Linked DNA regions of Capra hircus: region 2 is linked to region 1. A link is a contact called in public Hi-C data. All regions are on one chromosome and are shown on one strand. The core of a region is the stretch at or near the end of the contact, and the rest is flanking DNA. Distances in the headings are between cores, read along the strand shown. Region 1 holds the start of TIPARP (TCDD-inducible poly [ADP-ribose] polymerase). Region 2 holds the start of SSR3 (translocon-associated protein subunit gamma).

Region 1 (2,700 bases), core at 200-2,699:
ACACACACACACACACACAAATAACCACTCCTATCACACCCAATCAAGGCAAAACAGGCACGAAACCCAGTTCATTTATACGAGGGCACACACACGCCACAACTTTTCTTATTTTTGTCCTCTGTCAAACTCAGAAATAAAACCGAGAAAGAGGCAGAGAACTGGAGGAGTGGCTGGAGTGAGGAAGTCACTAGAACCTAGTTCCTCAATTAGTTTGCATAACAGAAAAAAAAAAGATTGGAAGGACACTTCCTCTAGTCCCTCCGCCAGCGACCTACAGCTTCACCATTCACCTCACGATGCCCCCGGGTGATGCCCCAGTTCTCAGGCACTCTGCACCCCACCGCCGTCGGGGAAACTGCCCCGCTCCCAACTCAGGACTCCGTCTGGGCGTAGAACGCCGCTCGGATCTCGGCCGGGGGTCCGAGGGACGCCTCCTGCCGGCCGCGGCGGTTTGCGCAGCTCGGCGCCCGGGACTGCACGAACTCTGCCCGGCGCAGCCGATTCGCGGCCAGATCCCTGGTGTTCCCGAGTAGCCCACCCCCTCCTGCTCCTATACCCCCGGGCCGGCCTCCTCCCACCCACCCAGCGACCCCCCGCCCCGGCTGCCCTCCCCCTTCCAGAAGCCACTCGCGGCGCCTCAATTTCTTTCTTTCCTCGACCGACCTTCCCGAAAAGATTGTCCTGCGAGGCTCGAGGACTCGGAGGACCGACCTGAGCAGAGCGGAGGAAACGCAGAGGGCGTTTCTCGGGCTGGCGGGGAGGAAGGCGAGGACTTTAAAGTTAATCTGAAAACAGCTTGCAAACTTCTGGGCTGCAGCCGTAACGCGGGTCTGCCGGAAGGCTCCCCTCAGCAGCCGTGCTCTCCCCCGCGATGTGCGCCTCAGAACGCCAGGGGTCTGCCCGGCAGGGGCGACCGCATAGACGCGCCCCCAAGCCTCTCTTACACAGTGGAAATGGGAAGCCGCCGGCGCCCTCGACTAAACCCAGTGTCTCACTCCAATTTATACACCTGCCAGAGACCCGAAGTGACTAAAAGTGTAAATCAATGCCACCCTGATATTGACTGGATCCAAGTGAATTCGGTACAAAAAGGTAGTCTAAACACCAATCACCCCAGATCTGTGAATGCAGGCAGCAAGGCCGGCACCCCCTTCCGCGACCACCATCCCAGCGAGGGTCCCTCACCGGCGCCTCAGAACCGAGTCCTTTACCTGAAACGGGCTGTCTGAGAGAACGGACCACAGGAGCTGAGCCGGGCGACGCCGGTTCGCAGGCAGCGTTCGCGCCAGAGGGTGGGCGCGGAGGGTGGGCTCCGGCGTCTAGGGGTCATAGGCTGGAGAAGCGGCGAGCGGCACTCGGGCCATTCTGCCGCGACTGCACTCCCGAACCAGCTCGCTCGCCTGTCACCTCGAGCTCTGCTTTAAAGTGGCTTCCGGTCGCCTCCTCTCAGCAGCCCTGTCGCGGAGGCGGAGCCTGAGGAGCAGGGGGGTGGGGTGGGGTGAGGGGACTGGGAGCTCAGTGGGTGCCGGGAAGGCGGCCCGCCCCACGTGCGCGTGCGCGCTCACTCGCGAGGAGGCGCGCGAGAGGTGTGCGTGCGGGGCCGCGTGCTCCCTGGAGGAGGCGTGTCCTTTGGCCGCCTGCTGTGTCGTGGAGGGTCCGCGTCTACACGCGTCTAGGGTTGAGCAGCTGTGAGGAGGGGAGGTGCGCGCGGCGTGGGAGGGGCGAGCTCCACCTGCCTGCGGACAGATGGAGGGTCACTTTGTTCGGAGGAAACCCGAGGGAGGATGTGAAACAGAACAACCCGTTTTTGTGCGGTTGGCTTTGTTTATTTGCCTCCTCACCAGAGGCCTCCTGCCGCTGAAGCCGCCGACCCCGAGAGGAGGTGATCGGCTGCTATGGCTGCTGCGGCCAGACGGGGTCGCCCGCCCCGTTCCGGACGGGCGGGCGCGCACCGCACCGGGGCGAGCGCTTGCCAGACCTGGTTGCAGGCATTCCTGTTTCACGGGAAACATTCGCAGCATTGCAGAAGGGAAACTTAGTTTTGGGGTGTTGAGGTATAAGCACGTTTATGTGTGTTTTAAAGGATACAGACACCATGATGACTTGTCTTTTCATTCAACAAATAGTTTTTCGAGTGCGGATTGCGTGCTGAGGGCTAAGTGGAGGTTTAGACTACAGCAGTTCTGATCAGCCCAGACACCTTCCCTGTCCTCATGGAGCTTTTGTAGCACCATGTACTCGCCTCTAAAATATTTGCCGTATATCCCAAATTTGCTATATTTTCTGGATTGTAAAACATCCTGGATGGTGAATCAATCTATTGAATATTTCTTCAGCGGTGGAGGAAGAAGCACTATTCATATAATCACTATATATGGAAAAAGTGGGGCTTCCCTTGTGGCTCAGCTGGTAAAGAATCCGCCTACAATGCAGGAGACCTGGGTTCGATCCCTGGCTTGGGAAGATCACCTGGAGAAGGGAAAGGCTACCCACTCCAGTATTCTGGCCTGGAGAATTCCATGGACTGTATAGTTCATGCGATCACAAAGAGTTGGACACGACTGAGCGACTTTCACTTCACTATGGAGAAAGTAGGCCCGGGTCAAAATCAAGGAAAATTAATCACGACCGTATCCCCATCAGCTGGTAGAAAAAGAACACAGCTCCCAAAGAGTTGCTCTCCTGTGACCTGAAATC
Region 2 (2,700 bases), core at 65-2,564, 130 kb after region 1:
CCTTGGAAGAAAAGCTAAGACCAACATAAACAGCATATTAAAAAGCAGAGACATTACATTTCCAACAAAGGTCCATCTAGTCAAAGCTTTGGTTTTTCCAGTAGTCATGTATGGATGTGAGACTTGGACTATAAAGAAAGCTGAGCATCAAAGAATTGATGCTTTTGAACTGTGGTGTTGGAGAAGACTCTTGAGAGTCCCTTGGACAGGAAGGAGATCCAACCATTCCATTCTGAAGGAAATCAGTCCTGAATATTCATTGGAAGGACTGATGCTGAAGCTGAAACTCCAATATTTTGGCCACCTGAATAGAAGAGCAGACTCATTGGAAAATACCCTGATGCTGGGAAAGATTGAAGGTGGGAGGAGAAGCGGATAACAGAGGATGAGATGGTTGGATGGCATCACCGACTCAATGGACATGAGTTGAGTAAGCTCCAGGAGTTGGTGATGGACAGGGAAGCCTGGCGTACTGCAGTCCCTGGGGTCACAAAGAGTGGGACATGATAAATGACGGAACTGAACGGAACACAGTCAAAGGCTTTAGTAGAGTCAACGAAGTAGTTGATGTTTTTCTGAAATTTTCTTGCTTTTTCTATGAGCCAATGGATGTTGGCAATTTGATCTCTGGTTCCTCTACCTTTTCTAAATCCCACTCGAAAAATCTGGAAGTTCTCCATTCAGGTACTGTTTAAATCTAGCTTGGAGAATTTTGAGCATTACTTTGCTGGCATGTGAAATAAGCGCAATCTTACAGTAGTTTGAACATTCTTTGGCATTGTCTTTTCTTTGGGATTGGAATGAAAACTGACCTTTTCCAATTATGTGGCCACAGCGGAGTTTTCCAAATTTCCTGGCATTTCCAGTGCAGCACTTTATTTAACAGCATCATCTTTTAGGCTTTGAAATAGCTCAGCTGGACTTCCATCACCTCCACTAGCTTTGTTGGCAGTCATGCTTCCTAAGGCCCACTTGACTTCACACTCCAGCATGTCTGGCTCTAGGTGAGTGATCACACCATCATGGTTATCTGGGTCATTAAGAGCTCTTTTGTATAGTTCTGTGTATTCTTGTTATCTCTTAATAGCTTCTGCTTCTGGGTACCCACAGAGCCAGTTAAACCATACGTTCCAAGAATGAATGACCATAAGACGAAGAGCTTCATGTTTTGGAATTTCCAGGGCTTGGAAAGCAGGAGTCTATTAGCATCTTTGAAATAGAATGTTAATAAAGTTTTGTTACTAGCGTCCACTAAACTACAAGTCCCGGCTTCCTCCTAGAAAGTGACGAATCACGTGACCGGCTAGGAATCCGGAAGTCTGGCCCGCTTGTCTAATCACGCCGGAGAAACCTACAAAGTGGCGCCAGACTGGCCAATCCTGCAGATGTTTGTTCCAAGCCCAGGCCGGGTCCCGCCTCCTCGCGCTGCGCTGACTGGTTGTTAGCGGATACGGTGGCTGTAGAGGCGGTGACCGCGGCTTTTTCCGCGCTCTGCGCCCGGTTCCGTGCCCGTCCTGCGGCTCCGATTCCACCATGGCTCCCAAAGGCGGGCCCAAGCAGCAGTCCGAGGAGGACCTGCTCCTGCAGGATTTCAGCCGCAACCTCTCGGCCAAGTCCTCGGCGCTTTTCTTCGGGAACGCCTTCATCGTGTCCGCCATCCCCATATGTGAGCGCTTGGAGCGAGACGGGCTGGGCTGGGCTGGGCTGGGCTGGGCGGGGACGTGGCAAGGCCGTGCAGAGGGCGAGGCGTGCGCCGGAGCGTGTGCTGTCCCCCAGCTCCCCCTGGACTCGGGGGCTGCACGCAGCCTCTGTGGGCCTCCGTGATCTGTCCGGGGTCGTGGTGGGTGGCATCCCAGGAAAGTCATTATAGCACGTTGGAAAAGTAGGCTAGCTCATTCCCGGGCCTCAGGTCTGCGGATTGTGAGTTACTGGTTCTGGGATGGCGGCCTCAAATCTGTATTTCAACCAACACCCGGGTTAAGATCTTGTGATGCTAACAGGCATATCGCCTGTTCTCCCCCAGCCCCCTCGCCCGGTATAACTATCGTTTGCTGTTATGGGATCTTAAACTTTTTACTTGCTTTGGAGAAACTCATGAATTAGTTTAGAGACATTAACACTCGCACCGAACTGTAAATGTAGCTTTAGAACCGGTTCACACAGAACATTATTTTCCGAAAGAAGTTGAACCAGTGCCAAGGCCCCAAGCTCTACTGTGTTTAAACTTTTTAATAATTCTGTTAGAGCAATTCTAGAATTCTTACTTGAATGGAAAAACTTTACAGCCTTGGCCAAGGTGGTTTTTAGAGTTTAGGGATTCCAAATATCAATTTCCTCTCCCCTACATTTTCGCACTGTTGTTGGGCAAATCCAGATATATTTTCTCTCCTGACTTTATAAAACCTAGCGTGCAATTAACATGGTTCACTGACCGCACTGGGCATTGCCTTGATTTCAGAGAACAGCCACGTCAGCGTGTGAACTCTGGTTTGGGACTACACGTGGAGTCTCGGAATGACTTGTAGTTAGTGTGGTAGTACCCTGAAGAATGAAATTTGAAGTCTGAATCGTGGTTTTGTTGAGCTAGAGTTCTCATTCTAGAAGCAGCAGAAATCTCATCATGGACTAGTTATAGGAAGATTACGGTTTTCAAGTATTCTGAACTAGAAACACTTGAGACTTAACTTTTTCCTGGATATC

What was found. Hi-C and Micro-C count contacts between places; a contact is called where the count stands out from the background.
Region 2: a contact with region 1 is called in a Hi-C map of blood, with 2.4 times the contacts expected there. The contact joins the promoter of SSR3 here to the promoter of TIPARP in region 1. A contact is called at or near these places in 2 of 5 Hi-C or Micro-C datasets (blood and liver).

Annotation. Positions count from the first base shown.
Region 1 is chr1:110,510,871-110,513,570 of ARS1.2, forward strand. TIPARP (TCDD-inducible poly [ADP-ribose] polymerase) reads right to left here and starts at 1,450. Exons shown (of 6, transcript XM_005675405.3): 1 at 1,215-1,450.
Region 2 is chr1:110,640,583-110,643,282 of ARS1.2, forward strand. SSR3 (translocon-associated protein subunit gamma) reads left to right here and starts at 1,315. Exons shown (of 5, transcript XM_005675406.3): 1 at 1,315-1,666. The coding sequence starts at 1,534.